Regions from separate parts of the Rattus norvegicus genome. Here region 1 is linked to region 2. Evidence: chromatin contacts called from public Hi-C data. All regions are on one chromosome and are shown on one strand. Each heading gives the region's core, a stretch centred on a gene start, on an enhancer-like site or on the middle of the called end of the contact. The rest is flanking DNA. Distances are from core to core; before and after follow the strand shown. Region 1 overlaps LOC120098865 (a long non-coding RNA gene). Region 2 holds the start of Marcks (myristoylated alanine rich protein kinase C substrate).

Region 1 (7,419 bases), core at 517-3,016, 360 kb before region 2:
ATAAGGATGGAGGAAAAAAAATATCTGGGACAAATAAATTATACTTTAAAAAATAAATGTATTTCTTTTATTGAGTTCAGTGGCACATGCTTGTACACCCAGAGTTTGGAAAGCTGGGGCAAGAGGCTCCCAAGTTTGAGTCTAGGCTAGACACATAGAGAAACCCTGTCCTACCCACTCACCTATAATCTTCAATAAAAAAAAAAGAAAGAATGTGTGTGTGTGTGTGTGTGTGTGTGTGTGTGTGTGTGCAGTACATTGCCTTCTACATAGAAAAAGATATTGAACTCTAAGATTGAAAAGTATAAGGGAGTGGAAGTAAAGAAAAAACTAAGTCACAAGTAGACAGACTAGAGGATTTTAAGAAGCTATAGAGAAAAGATTTGCCTTAAGAGGGCGAAAATATCTTCTCTTGAGAGTAGGGTCAAAAGTATTGGGTGAGCAGAAATACAAACACATTGTTGGGTAAAAAAAGGGGAACTAAGGGCCATCTGTGGGTCACTGATTTCTCTGTGCAATAGTCTGATGCATCTTAAAGAGAGAATCATCTTGAAGGTCCCTCTATTTCACACCCTGGTTAAAAAATAAAAAAGAAGGGTGTGACTAGAAGGTGATAATTGAAATGTACTTCCCCAAGAAGACCTCGTACCCCCCCAAGTCAATCCCAAACACCCCCTTTGTTGTGAGCTAACTGAGATTTCACTGGAATACCAGAAGGTCAGAACCCTGGAGGACCAGAAGGCCTGGCAAAGGGAAAGTGGCTACTGCCTTACAGAGAACTCAGGCCCTGACAGATGTCATTCAGGTCTCCAAAGACGACTCCCAAGTTAATAAATTGTGAAAATAAAAAAGATTTTAAAGTAATGTACTTAATTCATTACTCGACTTACAGTTCAGTATTGAGTGTGACATTTTATTTTAGAGGACAAGACTCGCACAAAGAGGCATAAAATACCATTCCAGTAGACCTGGACGGTGGACTATGGAACTAATGGGTTAGTTATGTTCAGTTTGGGACTTACTGGCCATCTCCCATCTTCCTTCTTTCCGATCTTTCTGCCTTTGAGAAGGCTGAGTTCTTGCCTCATGCCCATCTCATGATTGGATTATGGGAGCATGAAAGTTGTCTGGCTTCATGTTCAAGGTTAGAAAGACATCCTGCCTCAGGAAAATGGCACATCCCTCACTGTCAGGGTTATGCATAGAAAGCACACTTCCCACTGCTCCTCCAGACTTTTAGGGGCCTTCGCTTAGGCCAAAATTGCTGATGGGTGTTCATGTTTTTCAAAAGAAAAAAAGCATGAAGCCTTCCCATAAGGAAGTTCGTGTAGGTCAGGTGTAGCGTCAGTCAGTGGGAGACAATGAGTTTGTCTATAGGAAGTGACAAGAACCGAGAAAACAAATTTTCAAAAGGTCTTCAATTCTCATCTTGCTTTGTTCCTCTGGTGGTAGCACTGCCTCTAGAAGCACAAGTGTCCTGCGTCTCATCATAGAGTTGCTTGTCACTGGTGTCCTCATTGAATTCTACACATGTGTGGCTTGTCTTCAGAGGCACAGTGTGGTGTGATGTAACACACGCTTGACTGTGGACTCAGAGGCAGTGTGGTGTGATGTAACACACGCTTGACTGTGGACTCAGACTGCCCAGATATAGCTCATTAGCCAGCTCTGTGGCCATGAAGAAGACCCACATAGGCCTGATCCAGCTAATAAGCCTGTTTCCTGCCAGCATACACACTACAACAGAAAACTGCAAATGATTCTCCATGATTGGATTTCATAATCCCTTATTCCCACAGAGCAGTTAGTTTTATCTGCTCCTCCTACAATGCCTTCTGTTATTTGCTTATAATCCTCTTTTGTCCCCAGGCAAGATCTTTTAAGGCCTTCTTTGTGCCCATTTTTACCACTTAAAACCTCTCATTCTGGTCTTTTCTAAGTCTGTCTCATCAAAATTATTCGCGAGGTAAGAAATCAGAATTCCTAGTTGATATTTTGGCTACAGTTTTGAAGGAATAAAGTACTAATATGTAACAAATAGTTTAAAAAGAAATGTATTGTTGCCTGAAAACATAGCCAGTCAGTAGAGTGGCTGCCTAGCATGCTTGAGGCTTATTTTGTGTTTAGCACCCTAGAGGTCACCATTCAAGCCTTCAGACTGAGGCCAAGCTGAACCTTCACATGTTGGAGTAGCACAATTGCCTGCTGTGCAGTCAGTCAGAAAGCTCACATTTGGTCAAATTCTCTGCCATTTGCCCTAGGATAAAGCTGGGCTCACAGATACAGCAGAATCCTGTGTGCTGGAAAACCATTCTCTCCATAGGGAACATGATCGTAGATGGTTTTCGCATTTACCATGGCGCCTTGTTATTAAGCTGCTATGTGGATGTGGACCTTTCCATTTGCATTTTAGATGGCTTGGAAATTGCCAGACTTCCCAACAGAAAGGCTCCTCCTATGTGGAGGTCTGTTGCTGAGCTTGCATGACTGCTGGCTACCATGGAGATTCATGCCCTGGGCAACTCACTGGCCTTTCCACAGAATTTTACAGAAGTCTTGCAAGCTCACCTCGATTATTTTGAAAGCCTAGAAACTAAGACCTCAATTCTCAACACTCTTAGGCTATATAGCAATGAAATTGGTCAAACAACCACAGCATACACACATACAAATAGATATACAGAAAGTGTTTTAGGCAATGTTCTCAGCCTTACTCATTGTTTAACTCATCATTTATTTTTTACTTATTCACTTTTTATCCTGCTCACTGTCTCCCTCCCAGTCACCCCCTTCTCTTCTCTGATCAGGTGAGGGCCTCCAAGGACCTTCCATCCAAGTCTGCAAAACTAGGCACATTCTTTGCCACCGAGGCCAAACAAGGCACCCCAGCTAGAAGAACAGAGCTCATGTACAGGTAACAGCTTTTGGGATATCCCCTGTTCCAGTTGTTTGGGACCCGGATGAGGACCAAGCTGCACATCTGATACATAACTGCTCGGAGATCTAGGTCTCCAGCATATGTGTGTACTTTGGTTGACAGTTCAACAAGAAATGCCGAAACAGGGATAGTGCAGAGACTGAGAATGACCAACCGATAAGAGGCCCAACTTGAGACCCATCCTATGGGTAAGCACCAATCCCTGACACTATTACTCTGTTATGCTTGCAGACAGCAGTTTAGCATGACTGTCCTCTGAGAGGTTTCACCTAGCAGATGACTCAGATAGACGCAAACACCCACACTCAAACAGTGGATGGAGCATGGGTTCTCTTATGGAAAAATTGGGGGGAAGGATTGCAGGCCCAGAAGGTGATAGGAACTCTACAGGAACACCAACAGAGTCAACTAACCTTGGCCCCACTCACGTTAACCACACGAAGTTAGAATAAATTTTACAGCCAGTGTCTCTGTCTCATCCTATCACTCCTCTATGTATAATTTTAACCTTTGGGCCAGCAGTCAGATTACATAATAGGTGGAAATACACTCATGCAGAACTGATGACTTTAGTTGAACCCTATAACTAGGAAGATAGCAGGACATACAGTAAACAAACAAATAAATAGTCCTCATTAAAATAAAATAAAATGCCTGTGGTAAGGGTGTACAGGGGCAATCTCATCAACCAAGGCCTTACATGTCTTCGGGAATGAATCCTAGCCACTGGGTATAGTCAAACTTGTCCTGGACAGCTGTCCTTCTCGTGAGCACCTTCAATGGGCTTAGTCTTGCTAAGGGCCCTATCTCCCTATATATTGAAAACATGTGGTCTTTAAAGTGGTAGAATAGAACCACATTCATATCCTCTTTAACTAATGCAGGGATCTAAATGTATACACCACCATTAACAATCTTTATTTCTGTCTATCCCTATGTTCTTAGAAATGGTCCAGCAACTGTCTCTCTGTCAGCCAAAAATAAACTATAAAATTAAATGGACATTAACTATGGGTTCCCCACCTCTACTCTTTCAGCTTTTCTTCAGTAAGTATTTACACAAACTTCCCTTTTAAAGCTTATTCCCCTGCTATGGTAATGAGGCTTGAAAATTTCTATGCGTGTGTTATTATGTAATTTGTATACAGTGAAAGAAAAATCGTTATTATAGATTTTGATAAAATTTTATGAAAATGTCACTCTGTCGTAGCCTTACCAATTTGTAGAATATTTTCACCAACTGTTCACTTACTCTGCAGTCAGTAATGCCTTCCCATGTATATAGGTACTGCCATTCTGATTGTATCACATGGATGAGTCTGACCTGTTCCTGCCCTTTATGTAAATCAAATCATGTCTCCTGTTTGATTTCTGATTTTCTGATTTTCTTCTCAACCCCATTTCTAATGTATTGGGAGTTTATTCTATTTATTGCTGACTAATAATTTTACATAATTACTTGACAACAGAGACATGGCCTACAAAATGCATCTTTTTTTTTACTTGAGCACACTATGTACTTGATGTACACAGGATAAGCACAGTATGTACATCCATAAATGAAGATGGCCCCAACAGCACTAAGCAATACAGTCTTAAGGGATTAATATCACATGTGTGGTCTCTTGTTGACCTAATAACATTATTCATTCATGACTTTATCTATCTGAGGTAACAAAGTTGGCTACTCTTTCCTTGATGACATTTTTCTATTATGAATAATGTTTTATTCTAATGGAAAACTTTTTCTGAATGCACATGGAATGGCTTAGTCATAGGATTTTTTTTCTGGAAATAATCAACTTTTCATAATGAAGTGGCATTTTTATATTTCCATCAGCAAGCTATGAGCTTTCCAGCTATTCTAAACACAGTAAGGTGTACAATTATGTTTCATTCATTCTTTCTCATGAATACAGGAATATTTGTTAGCCAATTCAACCTAGTCTTATGGCATAAAGCATATTTCCTGTGTTCAAGTTGAACAATGATGATTCTTACATTTATAGAACATACTAGAAGTACATGGTAGGTTTTTCCATTCTGTGGTTAAAATAAAAGAATATCAACGGAAAAGTGGAATCTCTCACCCAAGTGGAATTTCTCAATGAATGTAATTGCACACTCTTGAAATGAAAAGTCAGTAATTTTTTTCGTGACTTTTTATTACCAGATTGCTTATTTAGAGAGAGTCTCTCATCCTTAAAGGGTACATTGGGAATTCATGCATCCTTTAGCTTTTACCTTGAGGTCTGTAAGCTTAGGAGCTAAAAATTGTTATCATATTGCTAGGTAGGCAATGGTTGCTGAGCAAAAACAGCAGCCATGATCAACAGGTTTCCCTGGAGGAGATGCCTAAATATGAGACTCAAAGTTTTGCCTCAACTGAATCAACGTGGCCCTAGAATTTGAGTTAAAGAGACTCTCCATCTGGAGGTGAAATCACTTGAACTCCCTCTGCTGCTCAACACATCTCAAGTATGCATTAATGCTGACTAAAACGCTCTCTGATGCCATAAGCTATTTGCTCCTGGCCTAAGGCAAAATCAGGTGTTTCCTAACCAGCTCTGTTGAGGCTGAACCCAAGAGATGCGATATGGTAGGACTTGAGAATAATCTCTTCAGAATCTGATTAATACTTAATTAAGCAGAAGCAACTTCTTCTCTGTCGAAAAGTCTTTGAGTGTCAGAGAACACATTCTGGGTTTTCTTTTACTATGATTTTTTTTATAACGGTTGCATTCAAAATTAATTAATGTATCATTTGAACAATATTTACTCTGAACTAGCCCACCATAATAAAATGTTTTACATATTTTGAACAAAGCTGTTTATGTAATTTACTAGTTAGTTTGTCCCTTAACACAAGTTGGAGTCATCTAGGAAGAGAGAACGTCAACTGAACGGAAAAAGATCTCTGTCAGATTGGCCTATAGTCAAGCATATGGGGCATTTTTGGGCATGTTCACAGTGCTACCACTTAGCTGCTAAGCCACATGTGTACAAGAAAGCAAACCGAACAAGTCACAGAAAGCAAGCCAGTAAACAATGTTAGTCTGTTTCAGTCCCTGCCTCCCTCCAGGTTCCTGCCTTGACTTCCCTTACGACAGACTGTAAGCTGTAAAATGAAATCAAAACTTTCCTCTTCAAGTTGCTTTTACTCCGGGTGCTTATTACAACAAAAGAAACCCTAAGACAGAACTCTATACCAGGAGTAGGGTGTTACTTTGACAATCCTGAAAATGTTGTTTAGACTGGTGTGTGTGTGTGTGTGTGTGTGTGTGTGTGTGTGTGTGTGTGTGTGTGTGTGTGCATGCCTGTGTGCTTGTATGTGTTTATATGAAAGGAGCTTAGAACTTTGAGTCAAAAAAAGAAAAAAGAAAACAAAATATTAGGTTCTTACAGGTTAATGGGATTCTTGTATGGTGAGAGCTTGGAATTCAATAATGTTGAGGGAAATACAAAGGCATGGTTTGGGACATTTCAGAAAAATGCTTAATAATCCTTCAAAGATTCTATCAGGGCTATTTATGTGATGTTTTATATTAAAAATATATAGTTTCTGATTCAGTGGTGCTAAAGAATCATTTGTAACAATAGATTAATATCACTAAAGTGAACCCTTTGTTTAACTGGAACAACGGATGTTTGTTATCTGTGGCTAAGGCATTAGCTATGATTACAAAGAGACAAACATTATTGAAGAGAAATCTTCTAGGAGTATTTCCTCATGATTAGCATACAGAAGTTGTGGTCCAGAGAGGGGCAACTATACATCCTATGCTGGCAGCCAACATTGAAAATATGTTAAGAGTTTCCCAGGTGATATTGGTTCTGAAGGCATCAAGAAGGTGCAGACTCAATTTTAGTGGGAAACTAAGCATTGAACAATTATGGTGATAGCCTGAGAATCTGAGCCTGCATCATATAGCAGGAACAGAATCTTTGAAGAAAGACCAAGAGGCCATTGGCAAAGGTGCAGTCTACGGATACTCCAGCATATTAAAAATACAAAAACCATAGTATGACTACCAAGTATAGAATGTAACTGAGCTGAGACTGTGAAAGGAGCTCTCTGTGTTGGAAATGGGAAATCCAGAGAAATTTAGTTGTCTAGGCTCTATGAAGGACAGGAGATTGTTAGTGAATTTCAGATGTCAGATGTTGGTCTGTGGCATTTAATTGGCACTGTTAGAGTTCAGTTTTGATTTGATCTTATGGCTGTATTTTCATCCTTCCCTTATGGACTAAGACATATTTAACTTATTTTTACATCTTATAGGAGCCCACAAATAGGATACTTGGGATTTTTGGAGACTTTGGACTTTTTTAAAGAGACTAAACTTTTAAGACTATAGGAATTTTAAAAGTTAGAGTAAGTTTTACATTGTGTTATTAATATTAAAATAATACCTTTCATATTGGTTGTATTCAAACTAATTAAATGTACTATTTGATCAAAATTTATAGTTCACCATGAT
Region 2 (7,902 bases), core at 3,307-5,806:
TCTTACTATCCCATGCTTTTATAAACAAGTGTGTGTGTGTGTGTGTACACGTGTGCGTGTGTAGTGCTGTATACATGGGTGAGTGTGGTATATGCACTGGTATACAGAAGGCCCATGCTCATGTGCATAAATGAGTAAATCTCAGAGGAGTTATCAGATATAGAAGTTGGGCCTGGTTCTTCCTCCCAGCCCCCTATTCCCAGAAATAAGACTCAGACTCAAAATATATTTACAAATACCTTGGCCATAATGCTAAGCTCTTTTCTGATTAGATCATAACTAAACATAACTCATGTATTCTAATCTACATTCTCCCATAGGGCTGGTTTCCTGAGCTCAGGTACACTGTGTCCCCTCACTTCCAATCTTCCCAGGTGAATCTCCAGCACCTGGCCCTATCCCAGAATTCTTCCTGCCTCCCAGGGGTCCCGCCACCCATTTCCTGCCTAAACCAGAGGCTTTTTAATTGACGGTGGTATATCCATACAATGCACAAGATATTCTCTCTATAATCAGGTGCCTATTACTCTCTCACTAAACCCGGAGCTAGGCTGGCAGCCAGGAAGTCCCTGAGATCCCCCCCCCCCCCCCCCCCGCACTGGGCTTACTGGAGCACCTGGGCTGACTTTTTAGTGTTTAGAATTTGAACTCGTGCTGGCAGGGACAGTGCTCTTCTTACACTGACATTTTAAACCATCCTGACCTCTGATTTCTGCTGTGGTGCATCTTAGATGCATCGGTGTGCACCTCCCATCCATCTCTTACCACAAACTCTTCTCTCCCCTCTCCTCAGGGGTTATTCGCACCTCTGCATCTCTCTCTTTGCCTCTTTCCCTAGCTCAATCCTGTTTCCTCTTTAGGCATCCACTTCAATGCCACATTCGGAAGGCTCTTTAACTCTTCTGTCTGTATTATACTTTCTTAGCACGCCTTGGGTTCTCCCTCGCAGCATAGCGATTTAACCTCACATTTTTACGTGTTTGTGACGATTCCCTTTCGCCATGTTGGAAGTACTGAGGTTTGCTGCTTCTTCCTTATTGGTTGCCTCATGTCTTCCCCTGGCAAATGAGAGACTTCAAGCTCAATAGATTGATTGGCTGAATGTAAGCACCCAGAGATCAGGGACTGTCTTTGTCTTTCTTGTCCTACAGGGCAAGGTTCTCACATAAAGCGTACCCTCAAGGTATTGTACAATGATCTCTAAAGTTTAGATGCTAATGCTTTATGGAAAAATAACTTTGAGACCTCTTAAACACACTCGATTTTACCCTTAAGGAAGACTGTGTACGAATTATTACATCGTGTTACATTTAATTTTTCTTGCAGTGTATGCCAGCAGTGAGGGTATGTCCCCTCAGTGCATATTAAGGTCAGGGAACCTTTTCTGGAATTGGTGCTGTCTACACACCATCTGGGTCTTGGGATGATGGAACTTAAGTTTTCAAACTTGAGGGCAAGCACCCTTTACCTATTGTTCCACAGGCAGTAATGGCACGCCCCTGTTAGTGGCCAGCAGTTAAGAAGTTGACCCTGGGGGCTGGGGATTTAGCTCAGTGGTAGAGCGCTTACCTAGGAAGCGCAAAGCCCTGGGTTCGGTCCCCAGCTCCGAAAAAAAGAACAACAACAACAACAACAACAACAAAAAAAAAAAAAAAAAAGAAGTTGACCCTGTGGAGCATGAGTTCTAGAGCAGCCTGGGCTGCAAAAGGTTGGAGGCCAGCCTGGATTGCATACTAAGACTGTCTGCTTGTACACACCACATCCCTCCATAAAGAGCGCAAATGGAGAATAAAAGTCTCTTTTCCCCCCTGTCGAGTTGGCTCCAGGCTCTACTTTCCTATTTTTAATGTCCTGGATTCTTTAATCTCACTTATGTAAATGCATCTGGATTCTCCCCCCACCCCCGAAATCCTTAACTCCACGGGGAGACCACCAAACTGTTGGGGGAACTCTAGCACATAAAGACCAGCAGCTCCACTAGTTTGCTAGCATTCCTTATGGTTCATAGCAAGAGTCAATCTCTTCCCTTTTCCCAGCCCCGCCCCGCTCTCTCCCATCCACCCGCCTCTTCCACCCCCCGCCAGGCTTAGGGGGTGCTTGAGTCTGGGTGGGAAGGGAGGAAGGGGAGAGGGAGACTTCAGAGCTCGGCCCAAACCCGCCTCTCCACCCGCTCTCCCGGGGACCACCAGCTTTCCAACCACACTGGCGATGCGTTTCCTTAACCAAAGGAAATCACGTCTTCAGCTGCAAAATAGGGACCACAGGGGGACAGCCCGCGTGTTTACTCTCGTTGGCTCGCTCCCGCGCTGCTGCAGGGAGGGATTGGCTCCCCCGCTCCCCTGACGCTCATGGGCTCCGCCTCGACACGGCCATCTGCTCGGCGTGGGTCCTGGGGTCTCCTCCTGACCCACTCCCTGCACCCCTCCCCTCGCGCCCCTCCCCGCCCCCACACCGCCGGGCTCCGCCCCTTCCCCCTCCCGGCGCCTCGGGCTCCGAATCTTCCCCGCGGTTGCCCCGGAGACGAGCCGATACCAGGCAAATAGGCATCGGAGAAAGAAAAGGGGGGGAAAGCTGCACGACAGCCTGTTAACAAAGGAGCTATAAAAGCAGCCCCCGAATGTCTGGGAGAAAAAATCCGAAAGCGAACTAGCAATCACACCAATTTAAAACCGGAGGGAGACGCAGAGGAAGGGGCAAGGTTCCCGTGGGGGTGGGTGCACAGATTGCCTTTTGAGCTTTTGGGAATCTCCTGGATGGTGGTATTGGATCAGCCCAGTTGGCTTTTCAAGTTGGAACTGCTAATGAGGGATTCGCGTCCATCCTGGCTGCTGGGTTCTCGGGCCAGGCCAGCAGGCTTCCTTACGGGTGCTAACACGTTGGTTGGCAAGATGCATTTCGACGAAATGTTCCTTCCAGTTGCTCTGTGGAATATGACTTCGGGATTGAATAATGTATCTAAAGGTACTGGACAGTCAGGAGATGAAACTTGACGCAACGATGTTCTGCTCAGTGACTGTCAAACAGCACTTGAACAAAGGGTTATTGGCTTGAACCAACTGTCCTTTTCACTCAAAGTGTGACCTATTTCCCTACAATGAACAGAAAATAAAACTGTTTGACCATTCCGAGCCAACACCGAGAGAAACGAACCATTCCCTCGACTGATTCTCGCCTCCATCGTTCACGTTGCACAGTCATTAAATGCAAACGCCGAAAGATGGTTTGGATTTTCTCATGAGCGAAAATATGGGTGGTAGATGAATGTGTATTAAGTTGCGTCCTCTATCCCTTCTCCCTTCCAGATACATTAAATCAACGCCTGCTCTCTCACACACTAAAAGCGTCTGGTGGTAAGGGTTGTAGTGAACGAGAGAGATATCCTACACACCGCTGTAGAGCCTTAGCCTGGGTTAGACGTGGAGTCTCCAGGGATTTTCTTGCTGTCTCTCAACAGTGCAGGCGATTTCTTCTGAGACTAGGACTCAGTAGACTTTCCTCGCTGCTGCCTCTCTTCCTGGAGCACACTTGATGCTGTGCACGGACAAGTTCAAAATGAGAGTCCCTCCGCTGTTGGCAGCAAGCTGGGAAAACAACTCATGTCGACGAGAGTAGCTGTCTCCCAACTGTAAATATGGATTCGTACACTCAAGGCTCCGTCTCGTTTTACCACAGAGGGAAATTAATTATGTCGTTTCATACAGCGGTAACATGCTAGCGAGTTTCGATCTTCTGCAAATGGTCCTCACTGTGTTTTTTAGAAAAGTGATCGCTAATTGGAATAGCCGGAGAGACGCGATTTGAAGCGCTCCAAGGAACATTTTTAAAATATTTTATTTCACGCCTCTGGGAGAAAGGAAGAAGCATGGCTTAGGCTGTTTGCTGCTTTTGCATTTCCCACATCTGGCCTACAGACCTAATTCCAACTGGAGATCTCGCTAGGTGAAATTCGATCTTCGTGGTTTAAATACCTTTCAGTGTGGGACGATTTACCAATTGCAGCAGTTTAAAGAAAGAAAAAAACAAACAAAACCCCCAAAATCCTTGCGCACTGTGAAACCCTTATGAAACGCGGAGGGAAAAAAAAAGCTGCTAGCACACAAATCCTATCCATTGTCTTTAACACTCGCGTACACACTTATACACGTAAACACACAGAGAAGATGGGGGAGGGGAGAGAGTGGCTAGAGACAGACGCGGATATAGACCAGCAAGAGTCAATGCGAGTCAAGTTAAGGCTTTCTCCGCCCCCATCCATAAGTACCCCCTCCCGTGTTAATTAATTCCAAACAAAGCAAGCCAATCAAGAAATGCATTATTATTTTCTGGCCGAGGGAGACGAGAAGCACGTAATTTTTAATTGATTTATTTATTTGGAGGACATTAATTCTCGGTCTGAGGCTGATTTTTCAAACCGTTTGCAAAGCGCGGCTCCATTGTTCGCCCGGAGCGCAGGCCCCGCCTCCTGCTTTGTGTGCGGCGCGCGGATTGGCCAGCGCGCGCGGGGGCCGCGTCAGCGCCCGCGAGCCCATTCATCTGTGCACTTGGGCGTTGGACCCCGCATCTTATTAGCAACCAGGGAGATTTCTCCATTTTCCTCTTGTCTACAGTGCGGCTACAAATCTGGGATTTTTTTTTATTACTTCTTTTTTTAAAAAACTACACTTGGGCTCCTTTTTTGTGCTCGACTTTTCCACCTTTTTCCCTCCTTCCTGCGCTGCTGCTTTTTGATCTCTTCGACTAAAAATTTTTTATCCGGAGTGTATTTAATCGGGTCTCTTCTGTCCTCCTCGTCACCCCCACCCCCTCCCTCCGGTGTGTGTGCCGCCGCCGCTGTTGCTGCTGCCGCCGCTGCTGCTGCTCGCCCCGTCGTTACACCAACCCAAGGCTCTTTGTTTCCTCTCTTGGATCTGTTGAGTTTCTTTGTTGAAGAAGCCAGCATGGGTGCACAGTTCTCCAAGACCGCAGCGAAGGGAGAAGCCGCCGCTGAGAGGCCCGGGGAGGCGGCTGTGGCCTCGTCGCCTTCCAAAGCAAATGGGCAGGTAAATTCTACCTGTGGTTCTGGGCATTTCTTGGGTGTCTTTCTCTAATCTGGACGCCTCGCCTTCCCTCTGGTCGCGCCCGAGATGCATTCCGGGGAGGGGAGCGTGGCCAGATCCTAGTCTGAAAGTTGAATGGGTAACGATAGCCTAAATTGTCAATTTTTCATAAGAACCAAAGGAGTGGTTCCTAAGGATCCTGGCGAATTCTTGAGTAGACCGGAGGAAGAGTGATAAATCGCCTAAAATGGCGTGGTTTGGAAATTGGCTGAACGTGACTAGTTAGATGCACACCCCCCCCAACGCCCCTCCAGGTTGCATTTGCATTTGGGGCCACAGCAGTGTTTGGGTGGCTCACGTATTTATTGTCGAGATTGGGTCGTCTTTGAGATTTCTGGTGTGGTTGTGTGTGTGCGCGCGCGTGTGTGTATGTGGGTAGGAAGGGGGGAGCCAACGTGGATGGCGGTGGAGAAAGCCAAGCAGAGAGAGAAGGCTTGTCTTATTGTATCCAGAGGCAGTATGCCTCGGGTTTCTTGGAAAGGTGGCTGGTTAGAGCTGGACAGGCAGCTTTTCCAAGTGCCTTTCCGATGCCCCCCCCCTTTGGTAGCTGTGTAATTACACACCCATATGACTTTTTAAATGCTATCCTGGTGTGGTGGGAATACTCAGTAGGTTTTTGAAGACCCTTTCCTGCCTACCAAGAGGGGAGCAGTTTTGGTGTTTTGGTCTGGACCGTTCCTGTGAATGGCACCTCGGCCACCCTCGAGAATTGCCCTAGTGCTGCTGCGACCCAGGCAGAGAGCCATGGTTGGGTGGGCTCAAGAGGTCGGCCATGGGTGGCTGCTTCCCAAACACCAGGCACCCACCACGCCTCTTTTCCTGGAGGAAAAAAAAAAGGCCTGCTCTAAACCTACTGGGGCAAGACGTGCTCTGTCTAGAGGCTTTAAGCCCGTTAAAAATGCAAAAAGAAGCTGTCCCGGCGCACCCCGATTTGCAGAATTATGGGCGAAGGTGGGCGTGGGAGCAGAGGCCAGACTTCAGACATAATGGGTTTTCCCCAGCGCTGCTGGTTGCCGAGCCTCGGAGAGGCCGACCCGGGGCAGCCACCTGAGCTTTGTTTGCGGACTCCCGGGCTGCGCGATCCCCGGCTCGGGGGCGCCTCGGCCTGCGGGCAGGGCCCGGCTAGGCAGGGCGGGGTGGCCCCGCCCCTGAGCGCCCGCCCGCCCGCGCCCCGCTCCGCTCCGCGCGGTGGAGGAGCAGCGCCCCCTGCCGGCGCCATCCGGGGATGCGCAGCCCCGAGAGCTCGAGTTGCTGGAGGCGGAGGGAAGGGTAGCCTGATGCAGAGCATGGGCTCCCATCCGAAGGCCTCGGAATGTGGGCGACTTCTGTCCACTCCCCGGCCGCCGGGCACGTGCGGTCGAGCGGCCGGGTCCCTTCCTAAGCTGGCCCGGGGTGGGCGGGGACGGCACTGTCGGCCACTCCGAGTGACGCTCCGGTCTTTTTTCTTTCCCTGCCCCGTAGGAGAATGGCCACGTAAAAGTGAACGGGGACGCGTCGCCCGCCGCCGCCGAGCCGGGCGCCAAGGAGGAGCTGCAGGCCAACGGCAGCGCCCCGGCCGCCGACAAGGAGGAGCCTGCGAGCGGCGGCGCCGCGACCCCCGCCGCGGCCGATAAGGATGAGGCAGCCGCGGCCCCCGAGTCGGGCGCCGCCACGGCCGACAAGGAGGCTGCGGAGGCCGAGCCCGCCGAGCCCGGCTCCCCCTCCGCGGAGACCGAGGGCGCGTCTGCCTCCTCCACGTCGTCCCCCAAGGCGGAGGACGGGGCCGCGCCGTCTCCCAGCAGCGAGACCCCGAAAAAAAAAAAGAAGCGCTTTTCCTTCAAGAAGTCCTTCAAGCTGAGCGGCTTCTCCTTCAAGAAGAGCAAGAAGGAGGCCGGCGAGGGCGCTGAGGCGGAAGGCGCGACCGCCGACGGCGCCAAGGACGAGGCCGCAGCTGCAGCCGGCGGCGACGCGGCCGCGGCCCCGGGGGAGCAGGCGGGCGGGGCGGGCGCCGAGGGCGCGGAGGGCGGAGAGTCCCGGGAGGCCGAGGCGGCGGAGCCGGAGCAGCCGGAGCAGCCTGAGCAGCCCGCGGCGGAAGAGCCAAGGGCCGAGGAGCCGTCGGAGGCCGTGGGGGAGAAGGCCGAGGAGCCCGCGCCGGGCGCCACCGCAGATGACGCGCCCTCCGCTGCGGGGCCCGAGCAGGAGGCGCCCGCCGCCACCGACGAGCCCGCGGCGTCCGCAGCTCCCTCCGCGTCACCGGAGCCGCAGCCCGAGTGCAGTCCGGAGGCGCCCCCCGCGCCGGTGGCCGAGTAAGCTCCGGGCGCCCTCTTGTAATTCAAGAACTTTTCCCCCCAAGTTTGTTTGTTGGAGTGGTGCCAGGTACTGGTTTTGGAGAACTTGTCTACAACCAGGGATTGATTTTAAAGATTTTTTTTTTAATTTTACATTTTTTTTTTAAAGCAGCAAATTTTGTTTTCTTTTAAAGCCCCCTTCCCCACAGATCCCATCTCAAATCATTGTTACCACCATTCCGACAGGCCGAGGACGGTTTAGACAGCTTCCTCTGCCTTCTTTTGTTTTTGTTTTTGTTTTTTTTTTCTTTACTTTTACTCTTTTTTTTTTGCATCAGTATTAATGTTTTTTGCATACTTTGCATCTTTATTAAAAAAATGTAAACTTTCTTTGTCAAATCTATGGACGTACCCATATATGAAGGAGATGGGTGGGTCAAAAAGGAATATCAAATGAAGTGATAGGGGCCACTATGGGAAATTGAAACAGTGCATAACATTGCCAAGATAATATGCCACTAAAAACGACGGTGTAAAGG

Evidence for each region. Hi-C and Micro-C count contacts between places; a contact is called where the count stands out from the background.
Region 1: a contact with region 2 is called in a Hi-C map of Schwann cells, with 10 times the contacts expected there. The contact joins the enhancer-like site here to the promoter of Marcks in region 2. A contact is called at or near these places in 3 of 12 Hi-C or Micro-C datasets (Schwann cells, liver and mammary epithelial cells) and 1 of 1 datasets of contacts at active chromatin or transcription factors (oligodendrocytes).

Annotation. Positions count from the first base shown.
Region 1 is chr20:42,605,153-42,612,571 of GRCr8, reverse strand. LOC120098865 (a long non-coding RNA gene) reads left to right here. Exons shown (of 4, transcript XR_005497528.2): 1 at 1-2,914; 2 at 3,041-3,126; 3 at 3,884-3,985. Among named protein-coding and RNA genes, the nearest start is that of Trnap-agg35, 130 kb to the right of the region's middle. Within about 2 kb of position 1,766, at least 1 of the 93 cell types and tissues checked has an H3K27ac peak or open chromatin away from gene starts, as enhancers often do. A contact at or near this core is called in Schwann cells, where this site is marked.
Region 2 is chr20:42,242,536-42,250,437 of GRCr8, reverse strand. Marcks (myristoylated alanine rich protein kinase C substrate) reads left to right here and starts at 4,556. Exons shown (of 2, transcript NM_001271090.3): 1 at 4,556-5,039; 2 at 6,558-7,902. The coding sequence starts at 4,938. The coding sequence ends at 7,385. LOC120098996 (a long non-coding RNA gene) reads right to left here and starts at 2,414. Exons shown (of 3, transcript XR_005497830.2): 1 at 2,286-2,414.